Regions from separate parts of the Mus musculus genome. Here all the other regions are linked to region 1. The links are chromatin contacts, called in public ChIA-PET and HiChIP or PLAC-seq maps. All regions are on one chromosome and are shown on one strand. The core of a region is the stretch at or near the end of the contact, and the rest is flanking DNA. Distances in the headings are between cores, read along the strand shown.

Region 1 (3,621 bases), core at 755-3,254:
CCAAATAACATAATGGTCATTTATAAAGCAAATCTAATGTTAGAAAAAAATGGAAACCTCTTAAAATAGGACGAAAACACCTCACAGCAGGCCATCACTGTAGCTCACTGCTTCTCTAAACAGGTTTTCCTTGAGTAGGCCCCTCTGGTGTTCAATAGATATTGCAGCATAAATATTTTTCTTAAAGTACAACTTAAATCTGATACTTAACACATAAGCCCCCCCCAAAAAACTCATTTATAACCTATATATGTACTAACTCTTAAGAAGATTCTCTGTGCATTTCAAATGGTAAGACAAATACCCTACCGTTTAATTATGTCTAATTACAAGTAAGATTAGTTCAAGGTTGATAGGGCAGCCTGAAGAATAAACTAGTTTAAAGAGGCGCGCTGGCGCTCGCTCTCAATCTCTCTCTGGGGGAAAAAAAAAACAAAAAACAAAAAACAAAAAACAAAAAACTTAACTCAGGTTGGGCCAGGAGGAAGAAAGTGAAAAGCAATCTTCCCGTGTAGGTAACTCAGTGTTCGAAGTTAAGTCCCTAAAACCAGTGAGTGCCATGCAGAGCGTGCAACTTCGGCACCACAATCTAGACTCTCAGCACTGTGGTACGGCTTGCTCTCTTCTCCACAGACCTTCCAGCAGACACCAATAAAAGAACTCATGCAACCCAGTCGGATATTGTAGCAACAACGAGGGTGAGAGTTCAGCTAACAGAAAAACGATCTCGCTCTAAAAAGCAACGCAATACAACTGTGCAAATAGTGTGGCGAGCTGAGAGCACTTAAGGGCCTTAGGGGGGAAAGAGACACTCCGGAAAATACCTGGTGCTGGAAAAACACGAGGCGCTACCACTGCGCTCGCTTTCGGGATAATATTTTCCCCCCCTACATTCTAACACTCCACTCTCCCGGAAAGAAAGCATGAAACTGCGAGGCTGAGCGGACAAGGGGTTCCAGTCACCACCAGCAGCCAGAAGGCAATCCCGGGGCTGCTCCGATGGCAGGAAGGAGAGAAATGAAATAAAATGCAACAAGGCGCAAAGCTGCGGCGGAGAGGGCGTGGGGAAGGGGGCCCCCGGAGCAAGCCGGGGCGCGGCGGCGAAGAGGCGCCGCGCGGAGCCGGCCCACCCCGGCGGCCGAGGACCCAGGCTCCGCTCCCAGGCAAACTTCGCCAAGCGGGCAGGGGGCGCGCCCGGCCCGGCCCGCGGGAGACCGGGTGGGATCCGAGGGGCTCCAGACAAACGGGGACCGCGGGCTGCCTGCGGGGGAAGGGCGGGCACACTCACCACGGGTCGAACTCGTGGATGATGCTCTCGAAGCGGATGACGGCGAAGAGGCGCGAGCTGAAGCCGGCCAGCCAGGCCAGGAAGAGGATGGTGAAGGAGAGCAACGACTGCCACCCGGCCGGCTGCGACAAGCCCCCGGACAGCCCCGCGGGGGGCCCCGGCTTCGGCGCCGCCGCCCTGGACGCGCTCTGGGTTCCGGGCCCATGGTGCCCGTGGCGGCTGTTCCCCAGAGCCATGAGGCCGCTCCACGGGGACGAGTTGAGGGACGACTTGTGCTTGCTCTCCGGGGCCGAGGGCTCCGCCATGTTGTGCCCCGGCGGCGGGTCTCGCTCGTCCTCCGCGGCCACCGCCGCCGCCTGGAGCGAGGGGTGCTGGGCGGAGACCCAGAGGAGGAGGAGGAGGGCGACGGCGACGACAACGAGGAGGAGGAGGAGGCGGAGGCGGAGGAAGAGCTGGGCGCGCTCCCGCCCTCAGCACCGCGAGGCCGGGACACTGGGGGTGGTGGAGGCGGCAGCGATCCGAAGTCTCCGCCTCAACAGTGGCCGCGACCGTCGCGGTCTCAACCCAAAAGGCCCCTGCGCCCCACTAGCCATCCGTGTCCCCCGTGCGGCTGAGGAGGCGGCGGTGGCGGCGAGAGCCGACGGGACGAGGGCGCCAGAGGAGCGGCGGCTCGGAGCGGCAATGACATTCCCCCGCCCGCCCAGCCGCGAGGAGCACAAAAGGGGAGGAGCCCCCTGGAGTCCGGGCGGAGCTCAGGCAACCTTTGACTCCGCCCCCTCGCCCAACAGGAACTGGCCCCTCCGCCTGTCACAGAGCGACAGGTCCGTTAAGGGGCGGGGCCGGAATGGCGGCGTGCGCCAATAGGAGCGCGAGCGGGGCCTTGGGCGGGGCTTCGGCTGAATGGCCCTCCACCCCCTCCGCCTCGCGGCCTCCCGCCTATTCGCCGCCGGCCGTGGCTACGATTTCATTGTCAGTTGAAAGACGCGGTTTCGCGCGCGAGCCCGTTCGGGGCCCTGGGGAAGGGCACCAGGAGGTTCGGCTCGCTTCCCCGCGCGGATTCCGACTCGAGCAGCAGAAGGTCCCACGTCCCAGTCGACCGAAGGAACAGAGAGCACGGCTTGGCCGGGTGCTCGGCGGCCGTGACTTTTAACCCGCTCAGCGCGGGGCGCCCGCCACGTGACGGGGCGCGCAGGCGCGGTGCGGGGCCCTAGGCGCGTGGGTCCAGCCGCTGTGCTGAACGTGCCAGAGTGAGTGGCTGGGTCGCTACATTCTCTGTCCCCGCCCTGCTGCTCTGAAAACTTGGAGTGGGCAGATGTCGTCCGAGCTGCAGTAAGATGTAGCCAGGCGGACACACACATAAATGTCACATTCTTTTTGCTGTGTTCTCCAGGACTTTTTTTTTTTTTTTTTTTTTTTGCAGCTCAATCTTTTGACTGCAAGAATTCATTATTTACACCTGCCTACGTTCCGTCACCAAATTAACTTTTCCTGGACTGTATTAGCTATTGCCCAATTTTCACTCTAGCCAACTGAAACGTAGGAACTTTTCCTTGTCTGGGGCAGTTTGCTTGTACCTTCTCCTTCCTCCACAACTAGCTCCGCCCATCCCCAAAAGGACAAAAGTCAGAACTAAAGATCCGGAGGGTCATTGCAGTGTTAGAAGCCCTCTTGGCAGGTACAGAGGTTAATGTAGAAACAAGGGCCGGCTAATATTTCACTGGTTTCTCGTGTACATTCACAACTGTCCATCTTGTTAGGGAACACCAGAATCTTTAAAATGTGTGTAAAGATTAAGTCCTGTAAATTTGCAAAATAAAATTATGTTCCGTTGCTCATTGTCAAAGGTTAGGTAAATGAACAAATGTACCTAACTAATAGGCTCAGCCACTCCCAACCTGGTGATTAACTTTGCCGGTTTCCTTATAAAAATAAATAGACTCTCATCAGGGAAAATGAACAGCTTCCATAAATAGACCTCCTCACCACCATTTTAATATCCAACATTTATTAAACATGTAAATTTTAATGAGATTCATAGTGGAATATTAACCAATCCCTTAGAACAAAGAGGTGACATGGCCTTTCTCAGAAAAGTGCACATTAAAATGGCAGCGTTTATTTTTGCCCATGTTTCATGAGCCAATGTTCTATTAATCTAAAATAACAGAATTTATCTGACGACTCTCATTTTAGACATTTTGGGTGTCTCTGGTGTTGCAGATGTTCCCTGATGAGTTTCTCTGTCTTCTTCCTCTTGGCTGTTTAATCGCGGGAGGCCCCATGTGAAGGGGAGTAGAAACAATTAACAATAAATTATAAAACACAAGTCACCT
Region 2 (3,621 bases), core at 697-3,196, 330 kb before region 1:
CACCTTGGCCCCTGGAGTAGGAGAGAGCTGCCTCCTGCAAGTTGTCCTTCAATCTCTGCAACCATGTCATACCACTTGTGTGCCCCCTCCCGTATTAATATTTTTTCTCTTACTTTTTCTATTATTATATTTCTTATTATGTATTTTAAGGGGTTGGAGTGATGGCTCAGCCTTTCAGAGGGCTCAGTTTCAGGTCCCAGCGCCCACATGGTGGCTCGCAGCCATCTCCAGAGCCAGTTCCAGAGGCTCCTACATCCTTTTTTTGACCTCCGTGGCAGCGGGCATGCACTCAGTTGGGGCACATCTGTGATCCCAGCACTTGGGAAGTAGAATCCAGAATTCCAGGCTAGCCTTGGCTACATAGTTACTTGAGGTCAGCCTGGAGTACATGAACTCATAACTTAGCAAGCAAGTGAACAAACACCAAACTAACCAAGGGACACCTCTGTGTCCTTTGGCTTCAGTGTGGGTCTCCCTCCCCTCCCCTCCCCTTCCCTCCCCTCCCCCCTCTCCAGTTTCTCTGTGTAGCCCTGGCTGTCCTAGAACTTGCTCTGTAGACCAGGTTGGCCTCAAACTCAGAGAGATCCACCTCCCTCTGCCTCCTCATCCTCTGCTGTGATTATAGGAGTAGACCCCCCCACCCAGCTTCAGTGTGGTTCTCGTATTTCTTCTTGCAAGGCTGTTTTACTTTTTCATAATATGTGGACACCTGGAATTCCTATTTACGTGGTGGCCATCTCTTACCATCACCTCTGAAGCATCTGCATGGGCGTCTCCAGAGCTGAACCCTCTGAAAACTTTCAGACAGGTGTGAAGCTGAAAGGACTTGGGGGCTGTGCTTGTGAGAATGGACTCTACCTAGCAATTAAAAAAAAATCTATCTATCTATCTATCTATCTATCTATCTATCTATCTATCTATCATCTATCCATCTATCGTGTGTGTATGTGTGTGTGTAAGGAGAGGTCCCAGCTTCTCAGAGTTCTAATTTTAGAAACAACCAGATTGCATTGAATATTTATATCCACAACGATAACTAGTGGGCTGGAGAGAGCCCGATATCTCTCTGCCTTTGCTAAAGAGCAAGACAGATTGAGAAGAACCCAGCGTGTGGGTGGGCAAAAGAAGTTTCTTGGCGGACAGTGAAGTGTGTGTATGTGAGTCTTCTCATTTGCCCTCTGGTTTGGGCCCCTCTGGCTCTCGGGTGTGCAGTATCCAGCGCAGTGACTCCTCACTCTTGTTTGTCTGTGCCCATCACCCCTGGGATCAGGGTGAAGTGAGCGTGTGAGGTCAGGAGAACGCTCACTGGAAGGCACCTAGTCCTAGCCTGGTATTCGCTGTGCATCCATCCGATCTCTGACTTGTGGAACCGGCCCCAGCTGACAGCCTGCTCACCTGGGAGAGTCACCTGCTGCCCCTTCCTTTCCGCTTTCAAACCCATGGGAGAGCCCCGAGGGCCTTGCTGCCCTGTTTCTAGGCTCCCTCAGTGAGGCTAATTTTCAGGTGACCGTGTACGTGCTTGGCCCAGGCTCCTGTGCGCCGACACACCGAGAGGGAGCGTGCTGGTGTCAGGGACCGGGCGGGTCCATATCCGGGTGTACCGGGTGGGTAGGACCGTCCCTCCCTCCAGGTCTCGAGGTGGGTTGGGGGTGGGGAGAAGGGCGTGCGGAGATTTCCCCGGTCAGGATCCAAGTGAGGGGGCAACAAAAGGCTAGGGTGAAGGGGGCCGATGTAGGGCGTGCCCACTCTGTCTGCCAGGCCCGCCCCAGGAGCATCCTTAGCCCGGGCTCCGAGCGACTGCAAGGTTCGAGGAGCTGGAGGAGGAGGAGGGACCTGGAGCCCCGAACTTGCCCGAGAAGTGGCTGGAGGGCGGGGCCGGGCCCTGGTCGAGGCGGGAGGAGGGGCGGCCGCAGCTGCAGCTAGCCCGGCTGGCTTCCTTCCCAGCCCTCTTTCCCTCCTCCTCTTCTTCCTCCTGTATGAGTCAGGCATTTCCCGGGGAATCAGAGCAGCCACGCGCGGCCCGGGAGCCCGGAGCTGTAGCGGCAGCGGCGGCGGCGGCGGCGGCGGCGGAGGAGGAGGAGGAGGCGGCGGCGGGGCTGCCACCGCGGCGGCCACCGGCTCCCCGGGCGCGCAGCGATCATGGAGAGGGCGGCCCAGAGCACAGACGGCGGCGGTGGCGGGGGCAGCAATAGCAGCAGCCGGAGCAGCAGCCGCGCCACTTCGGCGGGCTCCTCGCCCTCCTGCTCCCTGGCTGGCCGAGGGGTGGCCAGCCGCTCTGGGGCCGCGGGACTGGGCGGCGGGGGCAGCCGCAGCAGTCCCGGCTCGGTGGCGGCTAGCCCGTCCGGAGGAGGCGGCCGAAGGAGGGAGCCGGCGCTCGAGGGCGTGCTCAGCAAATACACCAACCTCCTCCAGGGCTGGCAAAGCAGGTAAGGAGTCCGCCGCTCGCGCCCCCGCGCGCTCCCCGGGTGTGGAACGTGGCGCCACCCGCGGCTGGGGACTGCCTGGACACCTCGTCCTTCCTGCACCCTGGCGGGCGCCGCAGCAGCGGGAGGGAGGCAGGAACCCTGGTTTTCCTTGGGTGCTGAAAGCTGGCAGAATCTGGAGTGGCGTCGGGTGCGCCCTAGGTAGTTCCGGTGTCCTACCTGCTGAGGGTCTCTCACACCCAAGAAGAAGGGTTGAGAGGGACCCGCAGAGAGGGAATGCTCGGTGCCGGGCGCAGAAAGCATTCGGCACTCGTTGTCCAGCACAGTTCTCCCCACTCCGTAGTTCCTGTTAAAGTACGATGTTTGAAATACAACAAGGAACCTGTCACTTGTCATCTTTGGAGTGTCCCGCTCCCAGGGTGTGCATATCCCTTCCCTAGTGGGTGGCTTAACAGCGCAGTTTGTTATTATTCCCCGTTCAGGTGCATGTGAAGTTTCTTTGCTTCCCTCTCAAAGTTGCCAAGCCTTGAATTGGGCGTGGTGGCAGATGCTTGTAATGCTAGGCACTTAAGAGACATGAGGCCAGTGGACTTGAGTTTGGGGCTAGCCTGGGCTACATAGTGAATTCCAGGCTAGTCGGAGCCACATCGGGAGAACTTGCCCCAAAAAAGAAGTTGGCAAGTCTAGTGATGGACAGACTTCTGGAAGGATCGGGATGTCAGAGAGTGGAGTTCTCAGCATACATGGGGTGATGAGGTGTGGACTTCTGTTGTATGGAAGGACTTAAGGATCAGGCACAACGGCCTCTGTCTGTCTGTCTCCCTTTCTCCCCCCTCATCCCCCCATGTGTGTTGTGTGTGTGTCTGTATGTGTATGCCAGTGTGCCAGTCGCCAGTCTTTGGAGAAACAAACCAAAGTTGAAACATCCATGCAAAGACACCATTGGGGAGAGCATTGTCTTCTCGAACTTCAGTATCCCTGGATCACCATTTGGGACCCTTAATGGTTTGTCCTTGTGAGATTTGAATCCCACCCTAGAGTCTGGCTTATCTTTGCTGGTTGGACCAGATCCCTCTTAGCTCTTCCCGCAGGCTGTTTGGAAATGCTCTGATGGTTTCCAGATGAACCATGGGCTGTCACAGACGTGCGATGGTGCCTGTAGGAAGAGGACTTTGGACGTAATGGGAACCAAGCAGTT
Region 3 (3,621 bases), core at 516-3,015, 300 kb after region 1:
TGGTTCCTAGTTGGTATTGCTGTTTCAAGGTTGTAGAGTGTTTAGGAATGGAAGCCTCCGTGGAGGAAGTGTGTCTCTGGAGGTGGGCCTTGAGGTTTTACAGACTGGTTCCACTTCCTGTCTGCATTATTTCTTGACCTTTTAAGATGCCTGCAGTGTCTGCTGCATGCTTCCCCCATCCTGAAGTCCTCGGTGCCTTTGTTGCTGTGATGGAACGTGCTCTCTCCTGTGAGCCAAAGCAGATTTTTCCTGTGGTTACAACAATGAGATCAGAAACGGCAACAGGACACAGACTCTACCAGCCGCTCCCCAGTCTGGTCCTTCAATCCTTCCAGGTGTTTACGAGAAACCATTTTATTTTCGTACCAGCATTTCCTTTCTATTACATGTCTTCAGTTGTAAGTGTGCACACATGTGAGCACATGCATGTGGGTGCCTATCATGGTGAGCATATGGAGGTCAGAGGATAGGTTGCGGGGCTTATGTCTTCCCCTTCTGCCATGTGGGTGCTGGGGATGGAACAAAGGTTGTAGGTTGATGTTGGGATGCTTTGACTTAATCGGGGATCTGTGTGCCTATACACTAAAGGTCCTTGTCCCCAATTGGTTTTTGATCAGTCAATAAAGAGTCAGTAGCCAATGGCTGGGCAGAAAGGCTAGGAGAGAGGAGGGAGCAGAGGGAGATTTTCCATGTTCAAGAGGGAGACAGAAGGGATGTTGGAGCTTCAGGAGAGAAAGCCAACCAACCGTGTCATATCTCAGATAAGTGGCCACTGGCCGCTTCCTTGATTAGGCCTGAGGTACAAGGCAAGAGGCTAACAAGTGTCCAACCATTGAGCTAGCAAGGCACATTAAAAATAAGCTAATATGTGTTGTCTTTTATCCGAGTATCCAAAGTTTCCCTGGGTGGGTGGCTGGAAGTGCAGCCTGCCCAGGAGCATAAAGCGGGGTAGATAAGACCACAAGCTACAAAAAAAAAAAAAAAAAAGACCACAAGCTACAATAGGTCGTCAGACTTGGAGGCAAGCACTTTTACCTGTTGAGCAATATCATCACCCAGGCAACAGTAAATCTTTACCAGCCCTCTCCCTATTTGCAACCAACCCCCACCCCCTGATTCTCGGCTTTCTGAGGCTCAGGATAACCTTATTTTGTTTTCCTGGTTACCTTCTAGTTCTAGAACATTATATTAATTTTGCATTTGTTATATATATATAAGATTTCTCTTAAATGGATTTAAATAAAAATGCAAGTCAATTAAAAGCAAAATGTTAAGTACATTCAAAGGTGATACTTTTTTTAAAACTGTGTCAATCATTGGAGTTATTCTAGGTTAGTATCAACCATTCTGCTTAGAAGCTAACCTCTAGCCCAACATTCCCTTAGGGACTCTGTGACAGACTGTCCTGGGAAGGAAGACATCATCTTGGTAGGAAGAGCCTCTTCCTCTTGTTCTCGCTCTCTCTGAACTGACAACTTTCATACAGAAACAAGACTGTGAGGAGCAGAATATGAGGGAGGCTGGGCTGTGAGACCAAATCCCACATTTACTGCCTTATTCATCCATGTCACGGCCAAACCCTGGCAAGTTACAAGAAGAGGAGAGGCAGAGGCACACCTATTCAGGAGGTGGTTGAAGGCAGAAGGTACACTGGCCCCTAGAAAGCTTCAAAGAGGCTCCGAGAGCCTTTTATGCTTGGGAGTCAGTGTTTACCTGGGCAGAATCTGGATGTGGTCAATCTCTAAGCAGCCAGTCCTTGAGGCTGTGTTTGGATGCTGTCTTGAGGGAGTAGCCCGTGTCAGTCTCTGCACCTTTTTATGCCAGCATGTGACATTCAAGGGGACAAAAAGTTTTCCATAGTGGCTTTGTTCTTTATGTTATTACATCCGCCATTGACTTCATTGGCTGGCATTTAAAAGAGGAAGCTCTTTAAACTAAGCTGTCACGCTTGTGGTTTTAGAGGTTGGCACAGCAGACAGGTGTGGAAGAAAACTCTGTATGAAGCAGGCAGATGCAATTCTTCTAACAATTTACCCACCTCTAGGAAAAATGTCCTCGTGGACCCAAAGCATCATGGGAGTTTGCCCAGCAAACTCATAGTCTCGCCATGTTTCTGGCCTGTGTGGTAAGCAGCATGGGGGATGTCATTGGAGAGAAGGAGCTTGTAGAACTTTCTGGGTCTACCTCATGTGTTCGCCTTTCTTAATTAGTCACAAGTGTCATCTCATTTCAGTCCTTACTCAAAACTTCTGGTCTAAGCCAGTTTAATGCAGCGCTGTTCTTAATCCTCATTGCCAACAGGGTGGGAGTTAGGATCACCATGGGACATCCTCCATCTTATCTATGAGGGGGTTTCTGGATTGGATTAGTTGAGGCATAAATGCCTACTCTTAACTGTGGGTGGCACTATGTCATACAGTGGCACCCTGAACTGAATTAAAAGGAAAAACTGAGCTGAGCACTGGTGTCCCCATCTCTGTGCTTCCGATTCAATACAATATGACACACTGCCTCACACTCCTGGCTCTATAGCTCACTCACCTCAGACCAGGGGCAGAATAAACCCTTCATTTCTTTAGTTGCCTTTGTCACGGCATCAAGGAAATCCATCTGACTGTTTCCTTACACATGTTTAGCCTAGACAATCCAAAATGGACCCAAGGGCAGGGCAGAAGCTCACAGTAGCACACATATGGGTAATAGTACTGATTCTCACAGTGGACACTTTCCTCAAACTGAAAGGCAGGCTTTGGTGATCTCCATATCTGCCCATCTGCATCTGCTCTAAACACAGATAGGCCACGCCCTTTTCTTTGTTTCTCTGTGTTGCAGGAAGCTGCATTCTCTAGCATCCCTGGTCAACAGCTTTCTGGTTGACTTCAGCCAGAAGTACCAGTGTGAAATTATGGTCAAGAGAGTAAGAACCTTCACTCCCCTTTCTTAATTAGCCAGTTACACCATATTCCCTCTCCCTCCAGGGCAGGTAGTGGCCACGTCCTGCCTCCTGCTTCTTCTCTATGTTCTTTGCTGTGTTCTGTTAACCTCCTATACTCTAACGACTCTGAGGTAACCAATCTTGATAACGAGCTCCCCACCCCCACGCCCTTACAGTGGCCTAGATAGCTGCAGGTTTCCTGGTCAGGCCTGTCTGATATGCCGTGACAGAGGTTAGTAGGTCTCCCCTATAAAAGGGCCATAGGAAAAGTGTTTATATCTAAACACTTAGGCTTCCTTGGCCAGCGGCCAAAATAGAAGAATTTATTGGATGGTATTTAATGAACAAAGACAAAAAGAAATAAATGTCCACAAGTTATTTTAGCCCATGGGCCCTACTAAGATAGGTGTGAATCAGATTTAGTCGGCCAGGAAGACTATAGGACAGCACCGTCTGAGAGACCAGCATCCAAGCGGGAGTGGGTGGTGACTTGAAGGTGCAATACTACAAGACAAGATAGAGTGCTCGTCACTCTCCAGAAATATCAGCCTGGTCATGTGACCATCCTGACTGGAGTGGAGATAGCCTAAGGAGATACTTGTGCCCCTAGTTTTTGTTATCAGGCTGTCGAGGCAATGGACCTAAGGATTCAAGATTTCTGCAGAAGTCTCATATCAGAAGGAAAT

What was found. ChIA-PET counts read pairs in DNA pulled down with a chosen protein or histone mark. HiChIP or PLAC-seq counts read pairs in DNA pulled down with a chosen protein or histone mark.
Region 2: an H3K4me3 HiChIP or PLAC-seq map of embryonic stem cells shows a contact between it and region 1, with 14 read pairs. The contact joins the promoter of Osbpl10 here to the promoter of Stt3b in region 1. A contact is called at or near these places in 1 of 39 promoter capture datasets (the 3T3-L1 cell line), 4 of 484 Hi-C or Micro-C datasets (the N1E-115 cell line and embryonic stem cells) and 6 of 115 datasets of contacts at active chromatin or transcription factors (embryonic forebrain, embryonic hindbrain, embryonic stem cells and 2 more).
Region 3: a contact with region 1 is called in an RNA polymerase II ChIA-PET map of memory CD8 T cells, with 207 read pairs. The contact joins the enhancer-like site here to the promoter of Stt3b in region 1. A contact is called at or near these places in 7 of 39 promoter capture datasets (the C10 cell line, the HPC-7 cell line, frontonasal cranial neural crest and 3 more), 1 of 15 datasets of contacts at CTCF or cohesin (CD8 T cells), 33 of 484 Hi-C or Micro-C datasets (B cells, the C10 cell line, CD4 T cells and 19 more), 26 of 115 datasets of contacts at active chromatin or transcription factors (DN3 thymocytes, T-cell acute lymphoblastic leukemia, VIP interneurons and 20 more) and 3 of 9 other capture datasets (adipose tissue, embryonic stem cells and liver).

Annotation. Positions count from the first base shown.
Region 1 is chr9:115,308,464-115,312,084 of GRCm38.p6, forward strand. It overlaps Stt3b (STT3, subunit of the oligosaccharyltransferase complex, homolog B (S. cerevisiae)), which reads right to left and starts at 2,005. Exons shown (of 16, transcript NM_024222.3): 1 at 1,289-2,005. The coding sequence starts at 1,593.
Region 2 is chr9:114,976,539-114,980,159 of GRCm38.p6, forward strand. It overlaps Osbpl10 (oxysterol binding protein-like 10), which reads left to right and starts at 1,947. Exons shown (of 12, transcript NM_148958.3): 1 at 1,947-2,426. The coding sequence starts at 2,140.
Region 3 is chr9:115,609,981-115,613,601 of GRCm38.p6, forward strand. No RefSeq gene overlaps it. Among named protein-coding and RNA genes, the nearest start is that of Gm39448, 47 kb to the right of the region's middle. Within about 2 kb of position 1,766, at least 75 of the 459 cell types and tissues checked have an H3K27ac peak or open chromatin away from gene starts, as enhancers often do. A contact at or near this core is called in B cells, CD8 T cells, the CH12 cell line and 16 more, where this site is marked.